2 separate regions of the Mus musculus genome follow, and region 1 is linked to region 2. A link is a contact called in public promoter capture Hi-C data. All regions are on one chromosome and are shown on one strand. Each heading gives the region's core, a stretch centred on a gene start, on an enhancer-like site or on the middle of the called end of the contact. The rest is flanking DNA. Distances are from core to core; before and after follow the strand shown.

Region 1 (7,007 bases), core at 2,008-4,507, 350 kb before region 2:
TGATTGCCAGAGCAATCTTGAAAAAGAAAACCAACAAAGCTGGAAGGTCAAGGAGAGGTCATGACAGACTCCCATAATTCCAGCACCTGGGAAGCTGGCACAGTGAACTACAACTCAAGGTCATCCAGAACTACACAGAGAAGCCAGGTCTCAACAAAACAAAAGAAAAGGAGAAAAAGGCTCCAGCATCTAAATTTCCACACTTACTACAGAATTAGTGAAGTGTATGATGTAACCATGAAGTCAGACAAGTAGTGCTAACTGGTATTTAACTAGTATTTCACTGTGGTACCAATGCAATTCAATGTGCACAGTGTTCTAAAACAGACTGCCTTTTGGTATAACTCTGAATAATAAAATCCACTTTGTGGTGCACTTTGGATGGATGTACTGAGTGGTACAGAACATGCATAAAAGCTTACACACACATACATAGATTTAAATAGGCAACTACAAAGACAACTGTCAGACTGCAGGTTAAACACACGGCAGGCCGATAAGAGGGTCAACCAGGTAAAAGTAAGTGCTCTCTCTCCAAGCCTTCCACCTGAGTCAGATTGCCTATCAGATACCATGATGGAAGGAGAGGACTGACTCCCAAAGTTGCCCACTGACCTCTCAAAGTTGTTTGACCTCTGGCATGACACACTTATACATTAAGCATAAATACACAGCAATAATAAATAAATAAATAAATCCAATAAACAAGATAGGCAACTAAAAGAATTATAGCATTTGAAATAGGAAGAAGACAGTAGGAGGACATGGCAAAGTCTAGATACTATCTATAATTTCATTAACAGCACCGTATTAATGTTATTTCTAGCTTTTACACTTGTGCCATGATTGCATAAATGTCAACAGTGAAGGAAACACACTGAAAGTTACTCTTGCTGTATCTTTGCAACTCTTTTGTGTATTAAAGTTATTTCACAATAAAGGTTTTATAACAACTGAAATAGCTATATATTATTCCATGAAAAGCTGCTACAAAAGTCAAGTGATGCTGAGCGAAGTTCAGAGCAATCAGAAATGTGCTGCTTTTCTAGTGAGAATGAAAAAAGGCACAGTTTGGAAAACAAACTAACAAAGATAAAAAACACCAACAAACAAGCAAGCAAAACACTATACAACCAACTGACCCTATTCCTACGCATTTACCCAAAAGACATAAAAGCACACATTCACATGGGCACTTTGATCAGTGGTTCTTAACCTTCTTACTGCTTCAATCCTCTAATATATCTCCTCATGTTGTGTGATCCCAACCATAAAATTATTTTCATTGCTACTTCATAACCGTAATTTTGCTACAGCTGTGAACTGTAATGTTGACAGTCTTAGGCTCCCCAAAGTGTTCATGGCACATAGGTTGAAAACCATTTACAGCAATTCTATTCTTAATGACATTAAACTGGAAATAACTCGTGTCTATCAACTGCAAACGGATACACAATGGTGATACCTCAAAACAATGCAATGCCATTCAGTAACAGAAAGAAAGGAATCTCACAAATATTACGATGAAAGCCTATTACAAAATTAAAAGGCACCCAGGAGGCAGATCACAGGCTTGTAGGGCTGTAAGAGGACTGTCCATAAGGGGACAGAGGGGGCAGTCCTGTTAGCAGTTCTAAAGTAAGATCTACATCTTGAGTGTGGTAGAAATGATTTTAGCAATAGCTGTCACTAAATTTTAAGCGTAACTTTATTGGGCTGGCAAGATGGCTCAGTGGGTAAGAGCACTGACTGCTCTTCTGAAGGTCCTGAGTTCAAATCCCAGCAACCACATGGTGGCTCACAATTACTCATAATGAGATCTGATGCCCTCTTCTGATGCGTCTGAAGTCAACTACAGTGTACTTACGATAATAATAAATAAATCTTTGGGCCAAAGGAATCAGCGACAGAGTGAGCGGGGCCAACTGGAGCCCGCACAATTGACCAGAGCGAGCAGAGGTCTTAAAAACTCAATGCCCAGCAACCATGTGAAGGCTCACAACCATCTCTACAGCTGCATGTACTCATATACATAAAATAAATAAATCTTGTTTTTTAATGTAACTTTACTAAATACAAGTTTTACCTCAATAGACATATATAAAAACAAATATAAATCTAAGGAAAAGACAACACATTAAATATGACATTTGCTCAAATGTACATTAAAGGCTGTTTAGCCATACCTCTCACCAGGCCTATGAGAGATTGCCAGTCATTTTCAAGTGGTCAAACTTTTAATTTTATGGGTTTAACTTTCCTTCTACCCACATATTTCTTTTGGTGTATAGCAGAAGTTCTCAACCTGTGGGTCTTGACCACTTTGGGGGTCATATCAGATATCTTGCCTCCCAGATATTTACATTATGATTTATAACAGTAGCAAAATTATAATTATCAAGTAGCAACAAAATAATTTTATGGCTGGGGATCACCACACCATGAGGGTATTAAAGGGTCACAGTGTTATGAAGGTTGAGGACCACTGCTGTAGTTGTTAAAATTTTAACCTATACAGTCTCGAGTCACACCACTATAATCACTTAAGTTCTGCAAAGCTCCACCAACAAAGCAGATCCATCTCTCTCTCTTAATTGCTCCTATTCCCAGCCTACAATCCCCAGGAAGGTTCTTTAGTCTTTGTTATTTTAAGAATGTGATGTAATGGAAATGTACAAAGGTAATTGTCAGAATGGATCTTTTACTTAGCAGAACTTTTAACTCTTCCAAATTGTTAAGCATCAACAATTCATTCCTTGTACTGCTAAGTAGTGCCCCCAACACACACACACACACACAGGATAAATAAGCTTATCCATTCACCTACACAAGCATTTTACAATATCTTGCCTTTTATAACTTAAATACAGAGTTCTAATGAATAAAGAACACTGATTTTTTTTTTATGGTACAATTAAAACAGGTGTTTACTTTAAAACATTTTTTTTCTGCCTCACTTCATTAATAAGTATTCTTCCTTTAAAAGATGTAAGAGAGTGAGAGGTAAAGACTCACATTCTTTAGTTTTTCTCCATCAGGAGAACAAAAGTAAACAGAAGAAGCAAAGCCCAAAGCCCACAAGCAAACAGCAGGATTACAGTCCGCTATAAGCACACGGTGGGCCACCGTCGTCATGGTGCACTTCCCTAAGCATCTCAGTGGAGTAAGATATCTCTAAGATATAAAGCCCATAGACAAAACTGGATACTTTTTGGGTACTGACTGGTTACTCTGAAGATGGTATTTAAAAAATGTTCCACTGTCCTTGATAAAATGCTACACTTTCTCTGTCTCACGTGATGACCACGACATGAAGTAAACACACTGAACGTTACTGCCAAAAAAAGGAAACCTCAGAGGCCATGTCTTCATTTCCTCCCAGATAAACAATTCTAAAGCAGTATCTTACAACTCAAGAATTCACGCTTTACTACAAACTTATCCCAGAAGGATACTGCTTAAGCCCTCCTGAAAAGTTCTGAGAACTACTCTATGCAAGTTTTATTACTTTCAGTTAAAAAAATAATAAGAATATCCTCTAAGTCCTAGTCTGGATGAGCACCAGCTAACATGAATTATTCTCTGCAGTTCGGGGACTGTCATCAGAGGATGGGAAGTATACTGCTTTGCAGAAGAAAGGCTTTCTAGCGTGCATTATATTCATAATCAGAGCAGCATCTTTTCATTAAATCATAAAACAAACCCTTCTTATCCAGTCTGATTCCCACTTCTTCCTACTCTCCACTCTTAAAATGCTGGAAATAATTCATTTAAAAGCAAGTTTATGAACACATCATACTTATCAGATTTCCTTTGGCGTCTCTGAGAGGAGCACCACCTCCGCCCTTCCCCCAGGGGTTGTAGATCCTCATTTCGGCTTCTAATTTAGCTTCATATTCTTCTTTTTCTAAACGTTCTTTCTTCCTTCTTGCTTCTCTTTCCCGAATCTTGACAACATAAGATATGCTTAATGTAAATATTGACTTATAGGAGGTTGAGACAAAACACTAGCAATCCTACTACTTAATTTTTCTAGTAAGAAAAATATACATATATTTTTAAGTGCACTTCTTCACCATAAAGTTAAGAGTAACAAATAAAGATGCTGATTTGTGAATTCGGGAGCCTGACCTGTAACTTCAAGGAGAACCCCTCACCCAACGCCAGAAATCCAAGTAGAAACTGACCCAAAACCCCTAGTAGAGAAGCATCCAGACTCAATCTGAGGACCAACCAGACGGTCAGCCATCCCCTCTACAATCAGACACTCTGATGTACCCAAGTACTCTGGCCAGCCTAGACCAAGTTCCCAAGCCCACAGCAGCTCAGCACGGAGACCCCACACAGCACTGCTCACACCCACTGTGACCCCCAGCCCTGCCACTTAAGAACAACCTGTAGAATCCAGAGAGCTCTCCATATGCAACAAGAATCTCCCTAGCCTACAGAAAGTTTACTCCAAAGCCCAGAAGTTGCACCTATCCCTCCCTAGACCAAGAATACTTCTGACAGCTCCATTTGCATATAAACAGCATGGCCCCCAGACTGAAAACAAAACACCATTCAGCTGGCCCAAAATCTAACGAGTTGAGGCAACAGAAAAGTTCCAAACACAGCCAATAAAGGTAAGAAAAGATACCATACCACAAAACACCATCAACCTTCTAATTCCAGATGCCTGAATCCCATTACAAAAACACAACCATGAACAACCTAGACAGCATGTCTCCTCCAGAAACTAGCCCTCCATCACAGTCCCTGAAAAAAGCAACTTGGCTGATGAACAAGACAATGATTTCAAAACAGCATTAACCTCCTCAGCTCCAGGAGAATACTGAGCAAATGCCAAGATGAAGACTGCAGAGTACAAGTGAGCTCTGAGTCAAAGAGTAAAGTAACGTGAAAATACGACTTAATATAGATATAGAACCTGAAGAAAAGAAAAACTCATCATGTCCAACAAAGAGACCAGAGCAAAGCCTCACCTACAGACAGGATCATATCTAAAACACAAGGTAGAAGAAATAAATGTTTCATCTAAAAAACAAACAAAAGAAAACCACAAACAGAAAGAGAAAGTACTGAACACTATAAAAACAGCAAACATACAGGAGGATAAACCTATTCGACAAAATCATAAAGATTCCTCAGGAACAAAGAAAGGCTATTGGAAACTGCAAAAGTCCAAGTTGTATATAATCGCAGGCCTACCAAAAATTTCAATGGAAAGTTTGAAACCAAGAAGGCCCTGGATAGAAAGCTCTGAAAGACTACAGATGCCAACCAGACTACTACAGGCTGCAAAACTGTCAACCATAATTGAAGAAGAAAAACATTTCATGATTTAAAGAATTTATGCCCATGATATCAGCTCTACAGAGGATACTAGAAGGAATAGTTCAGTCTAAAAAGATAATTATACACAGCCAAGAGAGTATAGGGAATAAATAGTTCCAGTACAGCTGAGCATAAGAAGAAGTCAACACAACAACAACAACAAAACAGGTCTTGATAAACATTCACCAAAAATAACCCCCTCAAAACTCCCAGTAATAAATGCCTCAGTTCCCCAACAAAAAGACACAGACTAACAAACTAGATTAGAAAACTGGATTGATTGGTTTGCTTGTTATCAGAATACACCTCACCATCAACCATAGACACCATTTCCGATGAAAGTATAGACAAATGTATTGTTCCAAATAAATGGACAAAGAAACCAGCAGGTTTAGATAGTCTAATATCTAACAGAACGATAAATTCCAAACCAAACTTAGAAGGGGGGAGGGGCTTCACACTCAATAAAGGAAAAATCCACCACGAAGATACTGCAATTCTAAACACTAAGTTCAAGGGCACCCAAGTTCATAGAACAAACAGTACTAGATCTAAAATCACAGACTGAACACAACATACTGATAGTGGGTAACTTCAATATTCCACTGCAGTAAAAAAAAAAAAGTCATCTAGACAAAATCAAAATAGAGAAGCTCTGGAGTTAAGACACTATAAATGAAGTGGCTCTAACAGACACTTAGAGTAGAACATTCCACCCGAACACTAAAAATACATTTTCAGCAGCCATGGAACTTTCTCCAAAACTGAACACATATTTTATCTGACCATGAAAGAATAAAGCTGAATGTCAACAATAGAAAAGGAAAAAAATTACTCTCTCGTGTAAGTTAAATAATACCCTACTGGATGAAAATTGGGTCAAAGGCAAAATTACAAAGGAAATTTTTAAATTTCTAGAATTAATGAAAGTAAAATCACAACATACCAAAATCTATGGACATTATGAAGGCAGCTCTTATAAGGAAAATGTATGGCATGAAGTGCCTACCACCACTCGGGAGGCAGAGGCAGGTGGATTTCTGAGTTCGAGGCCAGCCTGGTCTACAAAGTGAGTTCCAGGACAGCCAGAGACAGAGAAACCCTGTCTCAAAAAAAAAAAAAAAAAAAATCTTAGATGGAGACCTTGAAAAACATGAACAAACAACACCCAAAAGAATAGACAAGAAGAAAAGAAATCAAGTCAGGGATAAAATTATCAGAAAAACAAACAAACAAACGAATCAATGGAATGAAAAGTTGGGGTTTTTTGACAAAATTAACCAGACCAGCAAACCTTTAGGCCAAACTGAAAGAGGGAAGAGAAGAGGAAGGAAGTTGAGTAGAAAGGAGGTAGGTAGGTCTGAATTTTCAAAATCAGAGATGAAAGCAGAAACATTACAAAAGTTGCTGAGGAAATTCAGAGACTCTTAAGACACAATGTAAAAAGCTGCATCCCAGTCCTCAGAAGGCAGAGGCAGATGAGTCTCTGGGGAGCATAGTCAGGTGACCAGCCTGGTCTACGAAGTGAGTTCCAGGGCCGCCACAGACACATAAGGCTGTAGCCAAAAAAGTATAAGAAAACAAAACTAGTATCCCACTAAAATGAAAATTCTTAAAGAAATAAATGAAAAAATGTGAAGTAAATTATTAAAACAGGCGCATTGCTACCA
Region 2 (7,332 bases), core at 2,710-5,209:
TTACTAAAAGCAACCATTGAAGAAAGAGTTTATTTTGGCTGGGGAAGAAGGTCTGTGTGTGTGTGTGTGTGTGTGTGTGTGTGTGTGTAAAAGTCCATCACGACAAGGGGCAGCATGGCTGTAAATGGACATAGCGGCAGGACCAGGAAGCTGAGAGACTATGTCTCCACCATTAACACAAAGCAGAGAAAGCAAGCTGGAAGTGTGTGGCAGGTAGCTATAAACTTTGAAAACCTGCCCCCAGTGACTTACTTGCTCCAGCAAGGCTGCACCACCAACTGGGGACCCAGTGTTCCAGTATCTAAACCCACTGGGGAAACTTCATTCAAACCATTACACTGACTTAGTCTGACTTGACTACAAAATCTTTCCTTCAACTTGATGCTGCTAACCTCCATCCGTTAAAGCATACTTGAGTGGGAAAGTGCAGTTGTCTGTGGAGAAAGTGCTGTTGTCCCTGTGTTGTAATTTTCTTGATTGAGGCTCCATTTGAAGGACTTTCTGAATGCCCTATTGAGACTCAGTTCTGATGCTGTAAATACACAAACTCCACATTAACTTGCTGTTTGCCAAAATACACATCCCCCAGAAGACTGCCTTAGACTTAATTTTTGTTATATCATATTTTGATATATTCACATGTTAGAGAACTATAAAATGATTTACATTAGCAACAAATAGTTCTAAAATGTATTTTGAATTATACTTTGCCTTTATCCATTAAGATATCTCCTATGCAAGTATGAATATGAAGTACATTTTGTTATGATTTTTTTTTTTTTTGATTTTTCGAGACAGGGTTTCTCTGTGTAGCTCTGGCTGTCCTGGAACTCACTCTGTAGATCAGGCTGGCCTCGAACTCAGAAATCCACCTGCCTCTGCCTCCCAAGTGCTGGGATTAAAGGCGTGTGCCACCACGCCCGGCTGTTATGATTTTTAAGTATCACAAAATTAGAACGAGTTATACTGTTTAAGGAACAGAGCTAATTGGAGGGAAGGAAAAAGGAAGGGCAGAGGAGGGAGAAGGAGAGAGAGACTAAGACCTTTGAGAAAAATGCAAGGTTATTACTAGAATTAAGTTGTAACTGTTAAGTGACCTCTTAATCCTTATTTTCCTTCCTAACAAACGTATACATTGTGTACTATGTAAAAAGAAAGAGAGAGGAGGAAGAGGAAAAGAAATACAAATGCAATCACAAACAGCCCTGGGGCACTGGTTACTTAGGCTGGCTATTTAAATTCATATTGATTTGAACTGTAAAATGTTAGGTTTATGTCCATTAAGACTCAACTTCAAGCCAGGCACGATGGTACAAGCCTTTAATCCCAGCAATTGAGAGATAGAGGCAGACAGACCTCATGAGTTCTATGCCAGACTTGTCCACACAGTGAATTCCAAGCTAGTTATGATTATATAGTGACAGCCTGTCTTGGGAAGGAAAGAGCTTCAACTTCAGCCATATATTGTATCTGTAATCCCAGCACCTATAAGGAAGATTGAGTTTGAGGCCAGCCTGAGCTAGAGGTCAAAACTGATAGCCTGTGCTACACAGAGAGACCCTGTCTAGCAAAACAAAATAAGACAAAAACAAAACAAAAAACCTCCTCTGTGCCTATGGCTCAGGCCTGTAATTGCAGCTAGTCCAGAGGCATAGACAGGAGGATGGAAAATCAGGGGTCTATCTGGGCTATAGAGTGAGTTCTAGACCAGCCTAAGAAACTTGGGCCTTGTCTCAAAACAAAGATTAAAAAGAAGCCTGGGATCACAACTCAGCTGTAAAGTTCATTTCTAGCATCCATGAGACCCTAGGTTCAATCTTCAACATTACAAATTAAAAACAAATACAGCTTTGGAACAATTTCTATTACATTTGCTTTTAACCCTAATTATGTTACTAATGAGGACTCAGACACTGAATAAAGTACTTAACTTACTGTTGCTCAGTTTCTTCATCTCCAAAATAGAACTGGTTATGATGGTACCTGTTTCAATATTTTAATGTTAACTAAATACACAGGAAAGATGCTAATGTACAGTTGGTGGTAAGTAAATACACAGGAAAGATGCTAATGTACAGTTGGTGGTAAGTAGGCGTTAGTAGCTACTACTACTACTGTTATTATTAAACAATTTTGATCCCTTTAAAAACAACAATAAGCATACTAAAGTGGAGAGGTGAAAGCCTGTATGGCCCCAACCCTGCACAAAGAACTCTAAGCAGTGAAGGAATGTTGAGAGGAGAGGAAGCAGTCTTACCTAGGGAAGAGCACACCAGTAACTTATCCCATACCAAATAATCAACCTTGAAAACATGCATGCAAATAACAGTATACAGACTGAACAGGTTGTACTTATGTATTTAGAAATACATGACTATGTCATAGTAAGCAATGAAAAAGCTATTATTTTTACATTACTTTTAATTAAAATAATAATCAGATAACTTCAACTTCTGTCCACTTCTGTCAAGTGGACAGAAATAAACATAGAGCCTAATTATCCTGAATTTCAGAGAAAAGAGTGTGTTTAACACAAAGAACAGTTATAGATCTACACACACACACACACACACACACACACACACATACAGTTTGAAAAATGCATCAGTTGAGACCACGAATTTGAAAGAGAGCAAGGAGGGGCATATATGAGGGTTAGGAAGGAGGAATGGGAAGGGACATATAATTATATTATAGTCTAAAAAATAGAGTGAAGTGAAAATCTCCTATATATTATGCAGGCTGGGATTATATCTCAGTTAGTAGAATGCCTGCCTATCATGCATGAAGCTCCAAGTTCAGCCCTTAACACTGCATAACCTAGGTGTAGTGGTATGTACCTCTGACCCTGGCATTTGGGAGGTGGAGGCAGAAGACAGAAAGTTCAAGGTCAATTCTCTACTATAGGGAGTTTGAGGTCTGCCTGGGCTAAAAAAGTAAAACTGTATACTATATATGCATAGAAAAACCTTAATAATTGTGATCTCTAACTGCTAACAGACAACGTTAACTTTCTTTTAAACTTATTTTTTAAACATTTGATGACAAGCAATTTCCTTAACACTTAAAAAAGAAGACAGGTTGGTGGCAAACATCTTTAGTCCCATCACTCAGGAGATAGAGGCAGGTGGATCTCTGTGGATTTGAGGCCACCCTCGTCTATTTAGTGAATTCTACACAAACAAACAAACAAATAAACAAATAAACAGACAGACAGACAGACATACAAAAAGACAAATATAATAACAGGATGTTTTCTTTAAAAGTGTTCTTACAAGTTGGCGATCAGTAATTCTCAAACTGTGACCTTTCATCATTAACCTACCAGCTTATAACTACGAATAAGATAGAAGCTCAGTTACGGCACTTGCTAGCTAAGTGGTAATTTTAAAAAAATGACATCGTATTTGAAAAATTAATATACTTAAAAAAAAAAGTAGCCTCATAGAAAACTCCTTCCATGTTCTTAGGACCTTTAACCCGGACTTCCTAGCAGTGGTGGTGGACTTTAGACCCTCTTCCACACCAATCCTTTGCACTTTTGTTTTCCCCAAGCACACTCCTTTCTGCGCAAGGGGAAAGTGCAGGGGGACACTACCCACAGCAGCCTAGGAATGTGATTTCTCTGACTCTTTCTCGTGGGCCATAGAATGGGGGACAAACTACAAAAGAGATCCAGTTAAAAATACAACTACCGACAAGCTCCGCGAATCATCGACTTCCTTTCTGCCCCCACCTTCCGAGTGCCTTCCTCTTCCTCCTCCCCGCGTGCGTCGAGTCGCTTTGCATCACGGTATTTGAAGTTCTTTCTGGACGGAAGCGCCTAGCACTCCTTCGCGAGAGAGGAGCCGGAAGACTCTGGTTCCCAGAGGGCAGAGCAGAAGCTACGCCTGCGCAGTCTCAGTGAGGGCGTGTATGTCTGTGTCTGAGGGAGAGAGCGAGAGTGAGTGAGTGTGAGTGCGGGGTGGGGTGGTGGCCGTTACGTTCGGGGCAACGGCTAAGGCAGTGGAGAAGTGAGAAGAGAAACAACGTCCGGCGCTTCCGCCTTCGCCTAGGAGGAGGAGGAACTGGTAGGAAAAGGAAAGCCATTCGCCCTGGGCCTGGACTAGACCTCGTCGGGCCGGCGGAGGTCTGGCTATGTGCCTTTGAGGGTCGCTTGGGACGCCGAGCGAGAGCCGAGAGCGATGTCTCAGCCGCCGCCGCCTCCTCCGCTGCCGCCGCCGCCGCCTCCCCCTGAGGCTCCGCAGACTTCGTCGTCTCTGGCGGCGGCGGCTTCTCCGGGGGGCCTTTCGAAACGAAGGGACCGAAGAATCCTTTCCGGGAGTTGCCCGGATCCCAAGTGCCAGGCGCGCCTCTTCTTCCCGGCCTCGGGTTCTGTCAGCATCGAGTGTACCGAGTGCGGACAGCGGCACGAGCAGCAACAGCTGCTGGGAGTGGAGGAGGTGACCGACCCGGACGTAGTGCTGCACAATCTGCTGCGGAACGCGCTACTCGGAGTGACGGGGGCTCCCAAGAAGAACACGGAACTGGTAAAGGTGATGGGCCTCTCCAACTACCACTGCAAATTATTGTCGCCAATATTGGCACGCTATGGAATGGACAAACAAACGGGCCGGGCCAAGCTTCTCCGGGACATGAACCAAGGCGAACTGTTCGATTGCGCGTTACTTGGTGACCGGGCCTTCCTCATCGAACCAGAGCACGTCAACACAGTGGGCTATGGCAAGGACCGCTCCGGAAGCCTCCTGTATTTGCACGACACGCTCGAGGATATCAAACGGGCTAATAAAAGTCAAGAATGCCTCATCCCAGTGCATGTGGATGGGGATGGACACTGCCTAGTGCATGCTGTGTCTAGGGCTCTAGTAGGCCGAGAGCTCTTCTGGCATGCTCTGAGGGAGAATCTTAAGCAGCACTTTCAGCAGCACCTAGCCCGATATCAAGCCCTGTTTCATGACTTTATTGATGCTGCCGAGTGGGAGGACATTATCAATGAATGTGACCCTCTGTTTGTGCCACCTGAAGGTGTCCCCTTAGGCCTGAGGAATATCCACATATTCGGCCTTGCCAATGTGTTACATCGTCCCATAATTCTTTTAGATTCCCTCAGCGGCATGAGAAGCTCTGGTGATTATTCAGCCACCTTTCTACCTGGCCTCATACCTGCAGAGAAATGCACTGGGAGAGATGGTCATTTGAACAAGCCAATCTGTATTGCGTGGAGTAGCTCTGGTAGAAACCATTATATTCCCTTGGTAGGCATAAAGGGGGCTGCCCTGCCCAAACTACCCATGAATTTGTTACCTAAAGCATGGGGTGTGCCTCAGGACCTTATTAAAAAGTACATCAAGCTTGAGGAGGATGGTGGCTGTGTTATTGGAGGAGACAGAAGTTTGCAGGATAAGTACTTACTTAGGCTGGTTGCTGCTATGGAAGAAGTCTTTATGGACAAACATGGTATCCATCCTAGTTTGGTTGCTGATGTACATCAGTATTTCTACAGAAGGACTGGGGTGATAGGAGTTCAGCCTGAGGAAGTTACAGCAGCTGCTAAAAAGGCAGTAATGGACAATCGCCTTCACAAGTGTTTGCTTTGTGGTGCCCTTTCTGAACTTCATGTCCCTTCTGAGTGGTTGGCTCCAGGAGGGAAACTGTATAACTTGGCAAAAAGTACTCATGGGCAGTTGAGGCCTGACAAAAATTACAGCTTTCCCTTAAACAATTTGGTTTGTTCATATGATCCAGTAAAAGATGTTCTGCTACCAGACTATGGATTGAGTAATCTAACAGCTTGTAATTGGTGCCATGGCTCATCTGTGCGAAGAGTCAGAGGAGATGGCTCTATTGTGTATTTGGATGGAGACAGAACTAATTCTAGGTCTACTGGTGGCAAATGTGGTTGTGGATTCAAACATTTTTGGGAAGGTAAAGAGTATGACAATCTTCCAGAAGCTTTTCCTATCACTTTGGAGTGGGGAGGAAGAGTAGTCAGAGAAACAGTATATTGGTTTCAGTATGAAAGCGATCCATCTTTGAATAGTAATGTTTATGATGTTGCAATGAAACTTGTTACCAAGCACTTTCCAGGTGAATTTGGGAGTGAGATCCTAGTTCAGAAAGTTGTCCACACTATATTGCATCAGACTGCAAAAAAAAATCCGGACGATTACACTCCTGTAAATATAGATGGTGCTCATGCTCAGAGAGTTGGAGATGTGCAAGGACAAGAATTGGAGTCGCAGCTACCAACTAAAATTATTCTTACTGGACAGAAAACAAAAACTTTGCATAAGGAAGAATTAAACATGAGTAAAACTGAAAGAACTATTCAACAGAACATCACAGAACAAGCTTCTGTGATGCAGAAACGGAAAACAGAGAAATTAAAACAAGAGCAAAAGGGGCAGCCCAGAACTGTTTCTCCAAGTACTATTCGTGATGGGCCATCATCTGCACCTGCCACCCCCACCAAGGCTCCCTACTCACCTACCACTTCTAAGGAGAAGAAGATTCGAATAACAACTAACGATGGACGGCAGTCTATGGTTACCCTTAAGCCTTCAACAACCTTTTTTGAGCTTCAGGAAAGTATAGCCAGAGAGTTCAACATTCCTCCATATTTACAGTGTATTCGATATGGCTTTCCTCCTAAAGAGTTAATGCCACCCCAGGCAGGGATGGAAAAGGAGCCAGTTCCTTTACAGCACGGTGACAGAATTACAATAGAGATCTTAAAAGGAAGAGCAGAAGGTGGTCCATCCACTGCTGCACACTCAGCCCACACTGTGAAACAAGAAGAGATTGCTGTTACTGGTAAACTGTCATCTAAGGAACTTCAGGAGCAAGCTGACAAAGAAATGTACTCCTTGTGTCTTTTAGCTACATTAATGGGTAAGAGCAATTAAACTCTGATGGTGTATTTTTATTGTGAGTATGAAATACTGAGGATTTTGTTGTTGTGGAGAGGGAAAAGAAAAACCTGTTGTTACCATAAATATTTGATTCTATACATAGGAGAAAATTATTTTCCTGTTTGGTAGTAGATACTAATATGATTATTGAGTGAATTAGAACAGCTTGAAACTACAGAATGAAAGTAGTTACTCAACTGTAAATGAGATTAATTAAATTTATTTCAAAATTTATTTTTAAAAAATGTATTTATAGTTAAAGCCCTTTCTTTTTCTCCCTTTCTGAGCTCCATCTTGATCATTTTTCATTTATTTTTAATTTCATTTTCCTGTCTGTCATGTGATTTCAGGACTTCCTGTTTGATGAATTGCAGTTTCTGGTGTTTATAGTCTCACTGAGCTCCCACCTACTAGCCTATCT

The links. Promoter capture Hi-C pulls out the DNA fragments that hold promoters and counts their contacts.
Region 1: a promoter capture Hi-C map of hematopoietic stem and progenitor cells shows a contact between it and region 2. The contact joins the enhancer-like site here to the promoter of Vcpip1 in region 2. A contact is called at or near these places in 20 of 39 promoter capture datasets (3T3-L1-derived adipocytes, the C10 cell line, the HPC-7 cell line and 13 more), 36 of 484 Hi-C or Micro-C datasets (the 63-12 cell line, B cells, CD8 T cells and 24 more), 20 of 115 datasets of contacts at active chromatin or transcription factors (the 230-238 cell line, the NIH/3T3 cell line, acute myeloid leukemia and 11 more) and 4 of 9 other capture datasets (adipose tissue, embryonic stem cells, liver and 1 more).

What each region holds. Positions count from the first base shown.
Region 1 is chr1:10,092,806-10,099,812 of GRCm38.p6, reverse strand. Cspp1 (centrosome and spindle pole associated protein 1) reads right to left here. Exons shown (of 30, transcript NM_026493.3): 16 at 3,800-3,947. Among named protein-coding and RNA genes, the nearest start is that of Cspp1, 58 kb to the right of the region's middle. Within about 2 kb of position 3,257, at least 14 of the 459 cell types and tissues checked have an H3K27ac peak or open chromatin away from gene starts, as enhancers often do. A contact at or near this core is called in hematopoietic stem and progenitor cells, where this site is marked.
Region 2 is chr1:9,745,009-9,752,340 of GRCm38.p6, reverse strand. It overlaps Vcpip1 (valosin containing protein (p97)/p47 complex interacting protein 1), which reads left to right and starts at 3,959. Exons shown (of 3, transcript NM_173443.3): 1 at 3,959-6,891. The coding sequence starts at 4,185. 1700034P13Rik (RIKEN cDNA 1700034P13 gene) reads right to left here and starts at 4,693. Exons shown (of 4, transcript NR_040462.1): 1 at 3,737-4,693.